Regions from separate parts of the Sus scrofa genome. Here region 1 is linked to region 2. A link is a contact called in public Hi-C data. All regions are on one chromosome and are shown on one strand. Each heading gives the region's core, a stretch centred on a gene start, on an enhancer-like site or on the middle of the called end of the contact. The rest is flanking DNA. Distances are from core to core; before and after follow the strand shown. Region 1 overlaps ROBO1 (roundabout homolog 1). Region 2 overlaps ROBO1 (roundabout homolog 1).

The links. A called contact is a pair of places that touch in the nucleus more often than the background predicts.
Region 1: a contact with region 2 is called in a Hi-C map of embryonic fibroblasts, with 1.7 times the contacts expected there. The contact joins two enhancer-like sites. A contact is called at or near these places in 3 of 47 Hi-C or Micro-C datasets (adipocytes and embryonic fibroblasts).

The regions. Positions count from the first base shown.
Region 1 is chr13:176,412,082-176,415,781 of Sscrofa11.1, forward strand. ROBO1 (roundabout homolog 1) reads left to right here. Exons shown (of 31, transcript XM_021071380.1): 15 at 2,347-2,468; 16 at 3,147-3,378. Among named protein-coding and RNA genes, the nearest start is that of ROBO1, 1.1 Mb to the left of the region's middle. Within about 2 kb of position 2,065, at least 1 of the 83 cell types and tissues checked has an H3K27ac peak or open chromatin away from gene starts, as enhancers often do.
Region 2 is chr13:175,833,972-175,838,245 of Sscrofa11.1, forward strand. The region is part of intron 2 of ROBO1 (roundabout homolog 1); the gene reads left to right. Among named protein-coding and RNA genes, the nearest start is that of ROBO1, 490 kb to the left of the region's middle. Within about 2 kb of position 1,785, at least 7 of the 83 cell types and tissues checked have an H3K27ac peak or open chromatin away from gene starts, as enhancers often do.

The DNA of each region.
Region 1 (3,700 bases), core at 815-3,314, 580 kb after region 2:
TAGGAGGAGAAGGAAAACAAGAACAATAAGGGACCCATTTACTGCAAGTCTCAATATTACATTATTAGACATTACTTTCCGTTTTTCTCTCCAGTGGGAAATTTTCTGCAATAAGATTCTATTGCCAAAATGGTTATACTGGGCAAGAGAACCTAGTCATTTTCATGAAAGGATTAACCGGCAAGCTTACCTCTCCCAGAGAAATTAGAGATTGCAAATGCAGATTTTAGTAGCTGCCTTTTAAAATAGTTACTTACATGTTTGAAGACATTTCCTAAAAGGCAGTTTCCCGGAGGATGGAAGCTTACAAATGAGAGAACATACTTGGAAGCTAACATATGTGTGTTTTCTATACAGTAATTCACTTTAACTCCACTAACACCTTCTGCATGTTTGGCACTGTGCTGGGTGTTCTAGGTTCACAAAAATTGACCCAATCCCTACCTTCAAGAAAAGGACTTTGCATCCGTTACAAAATGCAGTTCTCACAAGAACCTTTAGAAGTAGCTTCCATCAATGTTGCCATTTGACAGATGAGGAAACAGAAAAATGGGAGGTTAAGAAATCTTCCCATGGGAGTTCCCATCATGGCTCAATGGAAACAAATCTGACTAGTATCCATGAGGACGCAGATTTGATCCCTGGCCTCGCTCAGTGGGTTGATTCCAGCATTTCAGTGAGCTGTGGTATAGATCACAGATGCAGCTCAGATCCTGTGTGGCTGTGGCTGTGGCGTAGGCTGGCTACAGCTCTGATTGACCCCTAGCCTGGGGACTTCCAAATGCCATGGGTGTGGCCCTAAAGAAAAAAAAAAAAAGAAGAAATCTTCCTAATGTTACATGGCTGTCAAGTTGCTGAGTTGGGGAGTTGCCAAGTCTGTCTTAATCCAAGGACTTCAGAGATGGATGATGGCTGGAGTTAGAGCAATGGAGCAATGGAGACCAACAGGGAAGGAAATAGTCCTGAGATAGAAAGGTGACAGTCAACAGGTTGTGACAATAGGTAGCCTGAGGGCTAATATTAGCCAAAGCTACTCCTAACCTACGATAAATTACAAGAAGCCAAAACTATCCAGGTTTTTCTCATTTTGTTTGTTTACAAGTTTATTTTATAGGCTCAGTATATACAGTCAAAGTTATTACATCTTAGAATCTTGAGTAGCACTCTTGGTCTCTCATCTCCTTCATTTGCTTGCCTTCCATGGACTCCATCAAAGATACTTACTGACCTCATTTTTAATATTCATGTTTTTGTTTTTCCATCCAAACTCTGTTATTTGAAGGTATTGAATTGTTCAGAAATCCAAAATTCTCTCTTCTGTGTCTTATGGGATGAAAAGTAATCCAGGATATATGTACCAAGATAAAGTACTATGAGAAGGAGAATTCTGAATATATTAAAAAAAAATTTTCTTCTCTTGTTCATTCTGTGTTCCCTTTTACTATTGTAAACAAAGCATCTGTATGTAGAAAATCTTTAGAGATGGGTGTTTTTATATCAAGTACAGATTTATTAGTAAGTTTAACAAAACCCCTCCTTGTTTGAAAAAAAAAATGCAACAAGCTCATGGCAATGAGCACAAGTAGCACTTTAATTCTTACTAGGTTCTTGGTCTCCTTTCTAAAAATTTTTTTGTTCTTGAGATTTAGAACTCTTTACTGAACTTTTTTTTTTTTTTTTTTTTTTGCAGTGATACAATAGACTAAACCAAACCATCAGTAAATAGACGTTAAGTACTCTTTTCTTGTCAGATTTATTTTGTTCTGTTCTATTCTAACCTATTCTGTTATTCTCCATCATAACGACTAACCTATCATGTATTTTATTTGGGAAGATATCCAGTTTCATCTTATGAGATGAGAGGTGTCTGATTTCTTTTTGTGCTTGCTTTTCACTTATGTGTTTTCATTCTGTTTAATTACTCGTCTACTGTGCTGCAGATTCTGGCTCTTTCCTTCCCTGAATAGTTGGGTTCACTCCAGAAGGTGATGTAACAGACTCACAGGGGATTGCACTGGGCTCCTCATCCTTGGCAAGAAATCGATCATCACGTGATAGGAGGAGCCCTCAAAGGCTGCTGTCTGCCATCATCATCTATGCCTCTGCTCTTTTTTTGCTTTCTGTGTGCCCTCTGCTTACTATCTTTCTCTGTATGTTCTATCTTCCTCGTCCTAGTGAAAAGGTTAGGTTGTCCCTATTTTATTCTGTATCACAGGTTGGCTTCACAGTTGGAATGATCCTTCTTTTCTGATATTTTTCTATGAATGAAAGGATTGATTCACCACGTTTTCATTCAAGTCAGTAACATTGTCTAGGATGTGACACGGGCTTCTCGTATTGTTGCAGATGTTCCCCCAACCAGTCAGGGGGTAGATCACAAGCAGGTCCAGCGAGAACTGGGAAATGTTGTACTGCACCTCCACAACCCCACCATCCTTTCTTCCTCTTCAATTGAAGTGCACTGGACCGTGAGTCGTTGTTGTCGGGGTTGTAATATTTGACCTCATTTTAATGACTTTGGGGAGATCACTATGTGAAATATATATATAGGCAACAGATAGTAAAGTTACATATGCCTGTTGCCTACTTTTCCACCAATGGTAACTTTGTAATGTAAGCATTGTTTTTTATGGTGTCTGTGAGGTGCCTTGAAACAGAAAATTTTCATCTTGTGTATTTTTATACTGTGCTTCAGTAATAAACTTTACTGGTCTCAGAGGAAACACAGTATTATGAATATACAACTTGTGATAGGGTCATCAACATATGAACTTTTAAATGTAGAAATATTTCTAAATAACACTAAGTAGTCTTTTAAAATTAGAAAATGGAAAAACACACTTTATTTCCTCATCCCCTTGACACCCTCACTTCTTTCTAGATGTCTGTCACAGAACTGCCGCCATGCCTCACATTTCTGCATAAAGCAAAGAAATGAATATTGAATATTGTATATTAAGCCAAAAAAAGTAGACACATTACAAAGTTAGCAATTCGTTTTTAGTATTCTACTTTCTATAAAGTAGAAAACTGGGAGGAAGCCAGATCGAATTTTTTGCATTGTATCACATTGAGTTTTCAGAATTTTCTAACAAGTCAATAAAAATAGACATGTATGATTGCATTTATCTGTGTCATTTTCATAGGTGGACCAACAGTCTCAGTATATTCAAGGATACAAAATTCTTTATCGCCCTTCTGGAGTCACCCATGGGGAAGCGGAGTGGTTAGTTTTTGAAGTGAGGACTCCAACCAAAAACAGCGTGGTTATCCCTGATCTCAAAAAAGGAGTTAACTATGAAATTAAGGCTCGTCCTTTTTTCAATGAATTTCAAGGAGCAGACAGTGAAATTAAATTTGCCAAAACCCTAGAAGAAGGCAAGTATAATGAAATGTGTGATTGCTGTGCATGGCGGTACTTTGGTTAGGCTTCTATTAACTTAATTGAAAAAGTTTAATGTTAATAGTGACATTAATTATTATTAACCATCTTGATAGCAAGCTCTGTATTTTCCTAATAGAACTTATTTAATTAGAACTTCTAAAAACCAGAATTTTATAATACTTGACTTGCTTTTATGGCGGCCTTTATAAAAATGAGCAGATGTGAGCACTGTATTAATGACATATATTGGATATATTTAATTATTCAGAACTAAAATTCACATTTTAATATGGAATTATCCTCCATTTGCTTGCC
Region 2 (4,274 bases), core at 535-3,034:
ACTGCAGAGACAATGCTGAGTAGCTATGATGTGATCCACAGGGAAAGTCAGATAAGGGCTAGGCATCAGGATCCCCAGAGGGTTTGATTTCAAAAGGTCAGGTTCTAATGGGTTCAGAGGAAAGGGGACTGGGGAGAGGGTCAAAAGAGGGGGGTTGTCAGTGAGAGAATCAGAATGAGGAACCAGCATGTATAAAGAAGGTGGGAAAGAGACAAAGAGGGTGGGATGGGGAGGAAGAAGCCTCAAAATGTTTTTGTCATCTTTCAGTTTTTTGATTGCCCAACTTAATCTGGAAATAGTATTTTGTAAAGAAGCAGTTTTAGAATCCTGAATATGTTTGAAATCCACAAGACACAATTGAAATATGCATCCCTTTCAGTTTGCTTTATTTGAGAGTCATGACTTTCTATTTTGGATCTAAGAAAAGGAAGTTTGGGGAGATTGAAAGTTCTCTATTATGGCCACTGGTGTTCTAAATTATTTTTGATTTAGTTGGCCCAATTAGTTAAAATTGCACTTAGGAAGGACCATAGTTTTTAAACACAAAATTGCCAAGTTTTCCAGAGGGAGGACACTCCTAAGGGAATTTAACTGGGTGGGAGCCCATTACCCAAAACCAGAAGTTCAGAAAAGAGAAAGGTATTCACCTGGAAGCATGACAACTTCATAAACACACACACAAAAAATCCTGAATCAAGTCAAAGAACTCAGCCAAAAGGTGAGAGCTGAGATCTGAGAGTACAGTTACAGAACAGATAAGAAAAACGAACACACAAGCAGAGAGAGAACACAAGGGGTTCAAGTAGGTACCTTGCACAGTCCCAGGGGTTGTTAGTTCTGTTATGGGTTTATCTCCTTTAAGTCCCTTTGTGGTTGCCAGGTAATGCTGATGTTAAAAAACAAAAGAGCCAGTTATTTTTACCAGCAAAATGAGTTTATTTGGGAAAGGCAGAGGAACTACAACTCAGGACATGCAAACCATGGCGCACAATTGGCAAGTCCAAGGAAATGACCAAAAAGTCAACTTTTATTAAGTGTAAGTAGGAAATTGGGGAAGGCTATGATGGTTCTTCATTGGCTGCAGGTAGTGGGCAGCTTGTTGTTGCTGAGTCAAAAGGAACTTCTTGCTGGAGTCTGTAAGCTGCTATTAGTGACATGCAAGAGAGCTCCCCCTTCAAAGATTTCCTTTATTTTCACTTACTATGAGTTAGGAACAAGACCTGAGGTAATGGCATAGCAGAGCAATGACAGAAACCTTTTAAAGTCACACTTGATGTTTTGCATTATGACTGTAAAAAGTAAGAAATGAAAGCTTCTGGAGTTCCCATTGTGACTCAGCAGGTTAAGAACCCAAAACAGTCTCCATGAGGATGTGGGTTCAATCCCTGACCTCGCTCAGTGGGTTAAGAATCTGGCGCTCCCTCAAGCTGTGGCATAAGTCGCAGAAGTGGCTCTGATCCAGTGTTGCTGTGGCTGTGTCATAGACCTGCAGCTGTAGCTCTGATTCAACTGCTAGCCTGGGAATTTCCAAATGCCGTAGGGGCAGCCATAAAAAAGAAAAAAAACAAAAAAATGAAATCTTCAAATAGATTGATTTCCCTGCAATATTTATAAGTGAGATGGGTCTTTTTGAAGACCGTTTTTAGCAATTCAACAGTGGAATGGTGAAAAGCAATAGAAAGATTGCTTCTAAGCTTAAGACTCCCATCGTCATTCTCTAATCCCCCACTGGCCTAGGCCACTTGAGTCACTGCCTACAATTTCACAACCTTTGCAGCATGACGTGGCCACTGAGGAAGGCAATAAGGTGTTGCAAGATTTGCAACAGTTTAAAAACTTCTGAAAACCTAGAGGATCCCCTTGGCTGGATGGAGGTCACTTTATTTTTGGAAGCCACTTCTGGAGTTCTGTTCTAGAATGAGCTCAACTCTGAGAATGGAGTGGCAAGATTAGTTCAGAGCACTTCCAAGAATGGAATGTCACTCAAGCTGGATTTGGGGCTATAAGTAGGAGAGAATATGTTTTTATTATATATTTCTCTATTTTATATTTAGCCTTTTAGAACAGCAGAATCCTGTAAAGCTTTTTATGATGATGGAAATGTTTTAACATAGCTTTTAAGCACTTGAAATATGGCTGGTGCAACTGAGAAACTGATTTTTAAGTTTTATTGTATGTTCCTACATTTAAATAGCCACACTTTGCCACATCAGATAGTGCTCTTTTATTATACAGAGTTCACATCTTTCTCTATCAATACCAGGAAGAACTCAGCAAGCAAAAAGCCTAAAAGAAAGAAAGAATGATAGGAGAAACTTGAAAATGCATTAAAAGTAATTTTTTGTACTTTTAAATAGTTACTCATTGTATAAGTGTTTGGAAAGGAGAGAAAACTTTTAAATAGTTATTCATTGTGTCAGTGTTTGGAAAGGATTTTTATATGTTGAAATGTTGAGCCAAATAAGTGCAAAGTTTATAACCACTTTGATTAGTATAAAATGGATTGGGCACCTTTTCAAACAGAAGGCTATGAAACCAGTTGGTTATGACTTCATACAGCTGTAACCATTCATTGTCATTTGACACCAACCAAACCTGTCTACTCAGGGTTTGGGCATCAATTTATTTTATATCAGATAACAACATGCTTTAAGATTTCTGTTGGATATCAATATTATTAATAGAGAAATTGTCTTTGGGCTAGGATGTGAAGTCCGTGCTTACATGCATCATCTGTGTTCATATAAACCATGAAGAGTTTGGGATTCTTAAAGCGGCTATAGCAATCACCACCCACAGAGAAGAAAATGGATCCACGTGTCAGTGTCCAGGAGTTAAGAAGGATATCTTCTGTCTCCTGCAGGTTTTAGTCACTTTTTGGAGACGAAGTTATTTCTAATTTTTACTTTACCAAGTATATTTTGATCAGACCTTCCATTCTATTTGTTGCTCTTTTAGTCTTTACACAAATGTCTTAATCAAAATCATTACAGATAGAAATTACACATATGTGAGCTCTCACTGGATTTTATTCTGATCGACATGCAACTTAAATCATTTATCATTTTAAAGAATATCTGCGGAAAGAAACAGATGTGTGTGGGAAGGCCTCAAGAAAAGAGAGATTTATTTATATACACGTACATATAATAGCTCATCTATGAATGCATTGATTTACAGTGGTATTAACTTTCACAAATCCAGCCAAAATTTTGGGAAGAAAAGTACACAAAAATGTGTGTACTCATAACTGATATTTGTTACAATTTTTTGATACTTACTCTTTTGTCATGGATTAGTATGGTTGCAAATTGTGGTTTTCTTATTCATAAAATGCATATTTGACAATATTAATGTTAAGTACCATTATATCATAAAACTTTCATACATGCATTAAAATTACACAGAGTGAATAACTTAAAATAATTAATGAGAAATGAAAAATACATATATTAAATATTATTGAAATAGGTAAGAGCTCTACCTAGTAATATCTACATAATTAAAAACTCTATGTTATGTGGTAGTGTACCCACTGCAGCAGAACATTTGACTAAATAATAATATGTTATTATATTATTGTTTCTATTGCAGTATAATAACTAACTGAAAGTTCTTATTCACTATAAATTTTCCCTATTAATAATTTATAATACCTTATTATCTTTCTTGACATAACTTAAGACATTTATAAATAATTGTGATCTTATATACTTAACCTCTTTCTACCCTCTAAATATTTAACTCCATTAAGGCAGGAATTTGCCTGCTTTATTCACATTGTCTAATTGTGCTTCACTCAGTGTTTGGCATATGATAACTTCCCAAAAAAGAATGTGTTAAATGCATTAAAGATGATGGAATTTAGAAGACAATAAGGACTATAGTTTGCTCAGCTCAGAGCTAGACACCTCAGTAAAAGTCTACTTTTCCAATTTGGAAATTAAACCCTAATAATCTTTCCACAAGAAAATAGAGATACTTACCTCCATCCTGATGAGAAAAATAATAGAAACAATAAATGTTACATTGGCTTTGCATGGTTTAGAACATAATATATTTTTTCTGATTTGGTAATTGCAAAAACTCTATGATGCAATTTTGGCTTGAAATGATTTTGGATGTTATTTCCAATAAAAATAACTTTCATAGTCCTCATGTTTAGAGGCTCTAGAATTCCAATAAAAGTATTCTGATTCTAAGATCCATTCCTATGCATTCTGCTGCCAATATAACCCAGAAACAACTTCAAATAAATGTAATCAAACTAATGT